Linked DNA regions of Mus musculus: all the other regions are linked to region 1. A link is a contact called in public targeted proximity ligation data. All regions are on one chromosome and are shown on one strand. The core of a region is the stretch at or near the end of the contact, and the rest is flanking DNA. Distances in the headings are between cores, read along the strand shown.

Region 1 (3,688 bases), core at 715-3,214:
ATATTACTCATGTAGCTACAAAGACACTTCGTGCATTGTTTTGTACGTGAGACCTTAATGACTAAGGTAAAAAGAATGTATCCATGGCTTTCAGAGCTGCCACATCTGTGAGTCCAGAGTTCAGCATGGTCTTTGGCGAGCTAACGTTTGGTGGTTGTATCTTGTTGCTCTGCCTTCCTCTTGGCTGCATAGAAGAGTCCAGACTGTTGGGTAGCAGATGGGGCAGCACTGGCTCTGGAGAAGCGGACAAGTGTGAGACAGCGGGGGTTGGTTTGGATCGCTTCACCTGCAGAACCACCAGAAAGCTTCCTTCCTCTGTAGATGACTTAAGTCACTTAAAGTACATAAAGGACATTTGACTCGCCCAGCTTTCTAGGTTTGAAGACATTCAATGTGACATATAATAGCTTAATATGAATGCGGGCTATGAATGTTTAAATCTGGCTTCTCAGTCAAGCCCCTCGATGTATGGTGCAGCAGATGCAGGGGGCTGTACCCCATGAGTGTAAGTGACACTTGGAGGGTAGCAGAAAAGTCACAGCAAGGCTTCAGCAACGTTAAGAACAGTTCTCATAACAATGGTACTTCTTTATAGTTTGCTACTATGGTCATTATCAGGAGCGTATCATTCAATGCCCTCTTGAATCATTTCCTGAAATTTCCAGCACTAAGGGAATGGTATTTGGGGTTGGGGTTTTGTAATGGTTGTGGTTCTTGGTGGTGGTGGTGATGGTGGGTGGGTAAGTGGTTTGTTGATATCAGAAGGGTTCTTAAGTGCTCTATCTCTTGGTAAGAGCTATTAAACTCCTGAGCATTCGCAGGGATTCTTCGGGCTCTGGCCTCCCCCTGAAGCCAGTCCTGTGGCCAGATAGAGTCTAGCTACCTCTCCATGCCCGCCCACCCAGCTGTGCACTCTGGGCACTGTGCTCTAATTATGCACATCTTCTCTCCTGCTGATGCTAGCTCACCTCCAGATGTGCATGTGGGAAATGGACCAGTGAGCCTTCTGTCTATAATACTCCAAGAGTCTTTCCCCTCTCTTTGGTGCTCCGTTGCTTTAAGCAGTTTTCTCTGGCATTCTACTGTGGTATTTGGGATCTCATACTTAGCTATCAGTCAGGGTTCAGTTGCAAGAACTAAACATGGACTCCATCGGAAGCAGAAGGGAGGAGCTGGGTGTTTGCAGTGTGTGAGGGAAGGGAGGCCCAGAGGCATTGATCAGTCATGGTCACTCCACTGAGCCCACCCTCCTGCAGCTGGGTGGTGCTCAACCTCTCCCAGAGACAACTGAGAAAGCATTTCTGAGATCCCAGGACGCCCTTACAAGAAGCCAGCTAGCAAGCTCAGGCAGTTTCACTTTTCCTGACACTTCTCAGCTGATGAGGAGACCTGAGGACCCTCTGGGTGCCACCCTTTCTTCTTCATCCTCTTGCCTGTCTCCTGCCTGCTCTCCCCACAGGCGTTTCTGCTGTTAGCCTTCTTGTGTACAAAAAGCTGGAAGATCTACCACAGTTACCTTCTCCTTAGGGAAATCATGAGGATCAGAGACTCAGGGATGCTAAAAAACCCTGAAGAGAAATATAGCCCGAGGAGCCCTGGGAGTGAACACCCCTGAATGCTTAGCCCACCGAGCTCAGCCCTGCTTATTTAGCAGGGAAAGCTAATCGGCAAACTGTCCTTATCATGGTTGTCTTATTTCTTTAGTACAGTACATGGTATTTCTTGAAATCAGAATTGACATGATTGTAAGTGTCTCATCTGGCTTAACTAAGTTTTAAAACCAAATACAGACAGCCTGGGGAGAAAATGCATCAAACAAGGAACGGGAAAGTACATCAAATATTGACATTGCAATTTACAGCTGAGATTTTTCTGTTTCTCTGTGAGTCATATTTCTGTTCCAAGTGGCCTGCTTTCTCATTTAAACACGTTATCCTTATCTGTGCTCATATAAGCTATAAATACTTCAAGTATCTGCTGTCGTCCTCTGTGTCTTTAGAGCCCTTAACGTTGAGGCATTGAACGGCATCCAGAGAAGTCCACACCTAAATTATGTATTGCAGTAGGAAATGGCTGTCTCTAGAATTCTTTTTAGACTATCTTTCTTTGTGACTTTTAAAGTTCCACTGGTTTCTTTGAATCTGGTTTGTTAAGTATACTCTCAAAATTGACTAGGGAGCAAAGAGAAAAGTTATGATGCCTTAAAAGTATATTTTTAACTGCTGATTGAGAGTATGTTCTCTCTCTCTCTGTTTCTTTCTGTTTCTGTCTCTCTCTCTGTCTCTCTCTCTGTCTCTGTCTCTCTCTCTCTCTCTCTCTGTTGGGTGGAAGGTATGTACATATGTATGTACACATCTGTCTTTCGAAAAGTCAGGAATCTGCCTGCCTTTGTCTCCCTGGTGCTAGAAATCTGAACTTGGGTCCTTGTGCTGCTTGCTTGGCAAGCACTTTACCAACTGGGCAGCCTCCCCAGCTCCAGAAGTCCATACTTAAAGGCTCTACTATAAGATCTTAGGTTAGAGCGTATGGCTCACAGGAATACAAAGACACTCCATCAGCAACCTGCCTCACAAACAAATCATAGGTTATAAATCTGAATTCCTGGTACTTGAATTTTTCTTACCTACTGAGAAATCTGTTCTTCGAAAGGAGATATGAACTGAGTGCCAACAACTAGAGGGGCAAATAGGTTTTATCTCCAAACTAAGAGCAATTCAACTTAGTGCTGTGAAATAAGTTATATACATGACTATTCATTCTTTCCATGATTCCCTGCACAGTTGGGAGCAAAGCTGGGGCTCTGTTTATGCATACAGGTTGAAAGCTCACTTCACCCCCAATGTATCTGTGCTCCCCCATCCCAGAAGCCCTTACCAGCATCACTGTGGTAGCTAGTCTCATGTATTTGTCCGTGTTTTCCTGGTGGCTCTCTCTAACATCTAGCCCACTATTAAAATGTGGAGTTTTATGAGAAGAGCAGATACCATAGGAGAAGCAACTGGCCATGCTGGGAGCCAGCTGGCAAAACCTTTCTAACTGATGAGTCCAGCAGCTAGATCTCAGGCTGCTGATTCGGAAGGTCTGACAGCAGTCCTGAGCCCTCTTCTTCCCCCATGAGTATTGTCAACCTAGGAGCCAATGAGCTGATTCCTGCAGCTATGAGTCTCTTCTCCCAAACTGGTCAGATTAAAGCCATGGCAGGAGAGCCCTCCATGCTAAAGTAGGTGAGAGACCCCTTGTCTTAGTTAGGGTTTCCGTTGCTGTGAAGAGACACCGTGACCAAGACAACTAAGAAAACATTTAATTAGGTCTGGCTTACAGTTTCAGAGGTTCAGTCCATTATCATTATGGCTGGAAGCATGGCAGTGTGCAGGCAGACCTGGTGCTGGAAGAGCTGAGAGTTCTACATCTTGATCCACAGGCAGCAGATGGAGACTGTGTACCAAACTGGGGATATCTTGAGTATATATGAGACCTCAGAGCCTGCCTCCATAATAACACACTTCCTCCATCAAGGCCAATATACTCCAACAAAGCCACACCTCCTAATAGTACCAATCCCTATGAGCCAAACATTCAAACACATGAGTCTACGAGGCCATACCCATTCAAACTACCATACCTTTCTTTAGAATAGTCTAAGAGATCAGGAAACAGCTATACAGAGTTCTGGTGTCATAGTAAGTCA
Region 2 (3,688 bases), core at 559-3,058, 330 kb before region 1:
GCTGTCCTGGAACTCACTTTGTAGACCAGGCTGGCCTTGAACTCAGAAATCCACCTGCCTCTGCCTCCCGAGTGCTGGGATTCCAGGCATGCGCCACCACTGCCTGGCTTACTCTGTTATCTTATTTTAAGATGAAACCCAAACAATCCCTAGTTAAGCTAACTGACCTTGGAAATGGTTTCTGATTGTTGTCTCTGGTGTGATGAATGCCAACAATGCACTGTCACTGGCGAGAGGACTCTTATTCAAAGTACACGGGATAATCAAAACCTTTTATGATCTTCTTACTCTTGCATGAAGAGCTCACAGGATTTACAGATGCTTACATCCTAGGCCTTAAGACACCCTATACCTTTAGAACAATGTTCTTGTGTTTGGACAAGAATTAGAAGTTCCATGCTAAGTTAACCAACCACAAGGTTACCTGAATCTTTCCCGCCCCCCCTGCCCTTTTGGTTAAAATATAAATAACATGTATTACTTGTGAGGGCATTAGTGGTATTAGTGGTCTTATATTGCTGCAAAACTATCCCTACAATCCCTAGATTGTAGTTTGTATCCCAAACTACAGCCCTATAATCATTAAATAATAATTCTTCATTTCTCCCCGCCCCCCCCCCCCACCACACACAACCCCCAGGCCTGGGACTACTGTTTTGCTTCCTGTCTGCAGTAGCTACTTAGTGTAAGCAGCTGTGATAGCTGCTAAGGATTGGTATAAATGGCTGTGGTGTAAGTGGCTCTGGTAGCTCATGGTGTAAGCAGAAATAGTACAGTGGCCGTCCTTTCTGTCTGGCAGGTGTCACTTGCCATAATGTTTTCAGTGTCTAAATATCTACGGCACATATCAATTAATGTGGTCTGTCTTAAGGCCAAGTAATAATGCCGTCTGTGTGTATCCGTGCTGCCGTTTGGTTTTGTATCATCGATGGGCATGTTATCATCTTGCCTTGAATATGTCCTTCATAAGAGGTGAGATCAGAACACTTAAAAGGTCAGTCATCTAGAACGTCCCTTAGTCACAGAAGTTGCTGGACTGACTTGACGTCTGGTCTGCTTGCTCATGTATTGTGGGTAGAACTTGGTCTGGGACTTTCTTTATAACCCAGTAACCAGGCTATCAGGACCATCTAATCATCACCTGCCTTTAACTAAAATTACCACCCCCACCCCCAAACATAGGAAGAATCTAGGGATTGTGCCCCTTAATTTGTTTATGTGACTTTTTACTGTGGGCATGAGGATCTTACCCTAAGACAATTTCCTCTTACGTCGTTGTTTTCCCCAAAGGCAGCCCCGCTCCCCACCACGCACAACAGCCCCAGAGCAAATTGCCCAATGGTGGAATTTTGAGCCTAGCTTCATAGCCTCCTGTAAGTGGATCCACTATGGGCCTGTGCTTCACTCCCCTTCCCACACCATGACTCCTCTCAACCCTTCTCATGCCCTCTGGCGCTCAGCTCAGCACGTACCTGTCTACAGTGGCCAGGGGCAGGTCCTGGAAAGCGAGGTGCTGTCTGAGCACGTGGTTGAACATCTCTTTGTTTTCATTTGCTTGGCGGTAGGTGCCCCAGAAAATTCCACTCAGAAGGATCACAAACCCCATGGGCAGAAGCACGTAGGCCACAACCAGATTCCTCTGGGAGTGGAAGATGGAGTTGGAGATGAAAAAGCCACCCAGGCAAATCATCAGGAAGCCGGTGAGGAGGGAGAGGGCGCACAGGATCAGCCCAGTCCTGTTCTGCATCCTTCTTCTTGGAGCCCCTCTGATCCTGCCACTCCTCTGCTTCCAGGCCTGCTGGGGGAAGAGCACTCACTAGCCAGGTCACAGCCTTATATACAGGAACAAATGGCCTTTGAACAATTAAATGAAGCAGGCACCGGGAAGCTATTCATTAACCACTGGAAGTTACTGTAACATCCTCCAGGGGGAACCTAGAAACATAACATTGTGTCCTCGGGGGGGGGGGGGGGGGGGGGGAAGGGGAGGTTGTGGGTAGCCAGTATGTTCCTGGTTGGTGGGTGGGACCTCAGCTGCTCCCAGGTATTGGAAGAGAGGTCGGAATCTTTTTGAGTATGAAGGCACTGGTCTCTCAGCCCTCGCTGTAGGGAACTCTGTACTGAAAGTTAAAGACGTTAGCATCTGTCTACAAACTCTTGCCTTCATTGTTTGGCAAAGACTCCTTTCCTGATTTCATTTTCTCTTTCCGTACTAAAAGTACATTTCGCCAAGGCTCTTAGCGCTCTGTCTTTGCCTACGTCAGTGACTCTACCCTTCATTGTCCCAATACTCTGATTCTGGGAAAATTCCATGGGAGCAGGCCAGGAAGTGATCTTTCTGTTGATAGAAGAGAATTCCAGAAGGAGAGGGAGCACACTGGAGAAGGACCGGGGCCGGGGGTGGTGGCACCTGGTGTAATAACTGCTGTTTGAATTCTGCTGCCAAATTTTCCCGTTGTTGGGGTGCAGATATTGCAACCCATCGTCCCCTCTGACTGACGGGTGCTAGTTAAGTATTTATTCTGTGTGACTTTAGTGCAGGCTACCATTCCTGGTTCATTATATATGTTTCACCCAAGTCTCTCCCTGCTCTCAAAAAAAAAAAAAAAAAAAAAAAAAATCCATAGGCATTTGACCTAAGGGCATTGTCCTCATAACGCTCTAGCATGATATAGCTATCATGTATACCAAGAGAGTACACATCATAAATTTCTCCTATTACACCCTACTCTTTGGCCCCCACACGGTCTCACAGGGCACAGTGACAGATGAAAGGCTGTAAGAAAATCTGAAACCTTCCCCCTAAAATATGTCTTAGGTAAAATGTATCTTAGCAGATGCTGCCAAACCATGTCCCTTGCCCTCTTTCCCTGCGTCTCTGCTCTGTGTCACATTGCCCTAGGAACGGTCTAGGAGCTACCTTCTGCACTCAGTCTGTGGTTATAAACTCCTCACTGCAGACCTGCCTCAGGCTGTACTTCCTACCTTTCTTTTATTTGGTGCCTTGGCACGTCCACACCACACCAAGAGACTTCTCTCCCCACTGGGGCTCCTGAGTCACTTCCTAGAGGCTTCCCACATTCCTCCATTGTCATCCCTGGTCGTTTGCTTTTCCAACAGGAAAATGTTTATTTGTGCAGAGTCACAGTATTTATACTTATATTCTTTAGCCTTGTTCCCGACGTTTCCTTAGCTCCACCTCTGAGTTAGGGCTAGGAGAGACAGGAAGACACTGCAGTTCAAAAAACAACTGCAGGCACCCCCCCCCATTCTGCCTACTGACCCCTACACGTATTAGCTTCAATTCCAACCTTGAACCACTGCCATCTTCTAGGCTCGGTATTATTTTTGTGGTCCAGCCTTTTGCTCCCTCAGTTTTCCCGTTCCTGGGATCGCCTCTGATGATTCCCATCTCCTATGTAATAATCCCCTCCATGTGGGGGTGAGCTGTACCTAGTGATATGACTCTAGACAGTAATGTATGGCATCTCCCTCCTTCTCCTCCTTCAGCACCAACAAAAGTCACGGTTTTCCAGTCAAGTGTCTTCCTCTCCAGCATCCCGGAGGTGGCTCCTGTCAGTCCAGAGCAGTGTCTGGTTGCGTTGGTGATAGTGGAAGTAATGGTCGTCCCTTGCTGAAAATTTCAGCAAAACGACTGTCAACGCTGTCCCCTTGAGCTTGGCCGACC
Region 3 (3,688 bases), core at 737-3,236, 270 kb before region 1:
CTCTATATAACGTCGTTTAGAAATCACAGAAATTTACGTTTGAAAGGCACTATGTTTATTACCTTCTGAGATACCTCCCTTTTGTAGCTATATTTTAAAAATAAACAATAAAACAGTAGGGCATGCACAGGAAGTATGTGCATAGGATTTCTTTATGTGCACCTAGACAGTATCAAAAGGAAAATGTCAAGGGTATTCATTCCTACACACTGGAACTAAGGGGCTGACTAAGGAAGTGTCTGCTTCCCACCTTACATATTTTGTTAATGTTTGAATATTTTTTTAGAAAATACTACAGGCTATTTTTTCAATGTTCAAAACATTTCTCTCACCAGACACGGTAGCCCACACCTTCAATTCCAGGTGCCCAAGTTAAGAACTGCCATTAGAGGTGTAGTGGTTTGGTCTGGGGCTGCTACACATTCAAATGCTAAATTCTGTACCCTAAGATCTGGTTTCCCCAACAAGGAGACCCTCATGGACACCACGTGATGCTATGTAAATCTCGTTCCCCAATTTGAAAGTATTGGTTAAATAAAACTGGTAACAGCCAATTACTGGAGGGAGTGTGGTATAGAGAGAGGTGAAGTTTCATGAGAGGAGATAAACCACAAGCATGTGGCCAGGTAACTCAAAACCTCTTATCTCTTACCCAACCATAGGCTTTAGCCTTTTATTGACCACTTAACTTGGGAAGCAAGGTTACATAGCATCACTCAGTGTAGATGGGAATCTCCTTGTCCCTGAGGATCTCTTTCTTGGGGACAACCAGATCTTGGGGTACAGAATTTAGCATCTGAATGTATAGCAGCCCCAGACCAAACCCACTACTTAGAGGCACTCCTGTCTTCTGGCCGTGTCACAGTGCACAGCCTCCTATGAACACGCCAGCTGCTCCTGTTGTTAGAGGCAGGAGCCACATAGATATTCCTGTGTGCTCAGAATTCTGAGGCAGGTCAATCTCTGAGTTTGAGATCAGCTTGGTCTTCATAGGGAGTTCCACGCTAGTCAGAACTAGATAGTAAGACTCTGCCTCAATTTTTTTTTTCCTTTGCCCTAAATGATTGAACAAAAGAGAGAAGTCACATACACGGGTAACATGTGAGGGCCTGCACCCTGGACAGCCTAGGGTACGTCCACTCCTTGTGCACAACAAGAAATCACTACCCCATGCCAGCCCTTCAGTTCCCCACACTTTCCTCCCTGCTAAATGTTTCTATTTCTTTCTTCTGTGTCTTAGTTGGCAGGAGGCCAAGGAGACATATATTAACAATAAAAAGGGAAGCCAGGGCTATCCAACCAATACATGATCCGAGGAGTGTCTAAACACTGAAGGCCTAGCTATTGTCTCCTTCTTAAGGTCAGATATTGCAATGTTATCTTTTCTAGTCTCTAAATCCCATCTTGATGAAATGTCAAAATAGGAAACAGGCTAGGCCTCTGACACCTGCTCCTGACACCCCGCCGCTCTCCACTGAAGCAGAGTGATGCCCCAGCTTAAAGAGAAGTCCAACCAAACGCAACAGTGGCACCCAGCCGAGTGTTCAGTGGTCACAAACCATGGGCACCTGTAGCGCCTGGCCCAGCATTTGAGGGTGCTCTACTGAAGGACTTCTTCAGGAACAGGCAAAAGCAGGCCAGCAGGCTATCCACTGGGCTCTTGTCAGAACTCAGGTGTGTTCTCACAACATTTGGCAAACCTGGCTGACTCATCAGTGATCAGCCAGGGCAAGGATGACAAGGGCGTCATGTGATGTCCCAACTGGGAAAAGCCTGTGTCATGCCTTGAAGATTCTAGTTCGCTATTTATAGTGAGGGTGACTGTGTCTGCTCACTCATTCACCACATCCTTTGTCCTTGTGTACTTATTAATAATGTCCCCTCTTAAATGTGCCCCCCCATTGGGATGACACAGAGCATCGTCATCCCTAGTAGTTCCATTTCTCATTGCTGTCCCAGAAGACCTTACAGAAGCAGTTGTTCTGTAAGGGAGGAGAGGTTGATTTTGACTGACAGTTTAAAGGGGGCGGGACAGTCAGTCGTGGCTGGATCTGTGGCAGTATCTTGTGGCTGGGCTTCTTTGTATCTTAGCAGATCAGGAAGCAGAAAGGGTGGGCCGGAAGCAGAGAGCTTGGGACAGAAGCACGGCTGGCCTTCAACCCTAAAGACCCATCATCCCTCCTGGTTATGTCAACCATCTCTGTCCTATGTCCCAAAGGTCCACAATTCCTGTACTGGCTGGTTTTGTGTGTCAACTTGGCACAAGCTGGAGTTACCACAGAGAAAGGAGCCTCTGTTGAGGAAATGCCTCCATGAGATCCAGCTGTAAGGCATTTTCTTAATTAGTGACCAAGAGGGGAGGGCTCATTGAGAGTGGTGCCATCCTTGGGCTGGTCGTCCTGGGTTCAATAAGAAGGCAAGCTGAGCAAGCCAGTGGAAGCAATCCAGTACACAGCATCCCTCCATTGCCTCCAAGTTCCTACCCTGTGTGAGGTCTAGTCCCGACTTCTTTTGGTGATGAACAGCAATGTGGAAGTATAAGCTGAATAAACCCTTTCCTCCCCAACTTGCTTCTTGGTCATGATGTTTTGTGCCAGAATAGAAACCCTGACTAAGACACCTCCTAAAATGGCAGTGGACTGAGGATTTTAAACACCTTAGAGCCTGTGATGGACTTTCAACCATTCAAATCATAACATTATAAATCCATTAGCACCATCTTCACACAGATGTGTTCTTTATATCCAAAAAGGAATTTACCCTAGCTTCAGCAAAATCTAAAGCACTTCCAACCATTTCAGAACCAAAAGATGAGGCAGCTGCTAAAGTAGATTTTTTTTTCTCTCTGAAATCACCTAGCCATCTTTAAGGCGATCCCTAACATCTCGCTGGGAAGCCTTGAATTCCATTCCTTGAGCTGATTCCAACTGTTCCGTGAGGTTAAGAGCATAGCCATAGCATATTTTCTCTTCTCCATCCTATCAGTCTGCTTCTCCTAAAACTCCCTCCCCACCTCTCTCACTCAGGAAACTTTATTCTCCAGTCACTAGGAGAACTGAGGCTAAGGGTAAGAGCTTTGCGGTGCATTGGCAATAATCAAAACTAGAGTGAAGTGATCAGAAACATCCACTCTGCCACTTACCAGACTTGGAAATATTTCTCTACTCTATGCCCCAGTTGATGGTACTATTGATGATAGTCTTTCCCAGGGAGGCTAACAGCAGGTTTAAATGAGTTGGGAGGTAGCATCTTTTTGATATTTAGGCAATAGAAAGGCAAATTGACCCTGATTCTGTGGCTCTTTGCTGGAGTAAACAGAGGAAAGCACATACACAAGAGAGACATGGGTGGATCTGCTTGGCAGAGTTGACCACTGAATGTGCCTTGGTTTTGGAAACATAATCAAAGAACAGTGTTCTATCACCTGAGGTAAGCCACCCATTACAGACAATGGTCAACCATCCTTTCCTAGATGCATGCTCTGGACACCTGCCTGCCCTCTCTTTCTTCTTTGTAAACAGAGGCCAGAACAGACCAGCTTCGACCGCACCAGGAGTGAGTTTAATGGCTGCTCCTCTGAATGCTGCTCAACAGCACAGTGACCAAGAGGGAAATAAGGACACTCCTGACCACTGCCTCTTGCTCATTCCCATGGGACCCCAGAGCATTTCTCTGAGCATGCTACTGA

Evidence for each region.
Region 2: a targeted proximity ligation map of pancreatic cancer cells shows a contact between it and region 1. A contact is called at or near these places in 3 of 39 promoter capture datasets (cranial neural crest, hematopoietic stem and progenitor cells and pre-B cells), 1 of 130 datasets of targeted methods (pancreatic cancer cells) and 2 of 9 other capture datasets (embryonic stem cells and macrophages).
Region 3: a contact with region 1 is called in a targeted proximity ligation map of pancreatic cancer cells. A contact is called at or near these places in 1 of 130 datasets of targeted methods (pancreatic cancer cells) and 1 of 9 other capture datasets (embryonic stem cells).

What each region holds. Positions count from the first base shown.
Region 1 is chr19:24,341,252-24,344,939 of GRCm38.p6, reverse strand. The region is part of intron 13 of Pip5k1b (phosphatidylinositol-4-phosphate 5-kinase, type 1 beta); the gene reads left to right. Among named protein-coding and RNA genes, the nearest start is that of Fxn, 63 kb to the right of the region's middle.
Region 2 is chr19:24,672,128-24,675,815 of GRCm38.p6, reverse strand. Tmem252 (transmembrane protein 252) reads right to left here and starts at 1,808. Exons shown (of 2, transcript NM_183160.3): 1 at 1,473-1,808. The coding sequence starts at 1,747.
Region 3 is chr19:24,614,144-24,617,831 of GRCm38.p6, reverse strand. No RefSeq gene overlaps it. Among named protein-coding and RNA genes, the nearest start is that of Tmem252, 58 kb to the left of the region's middle.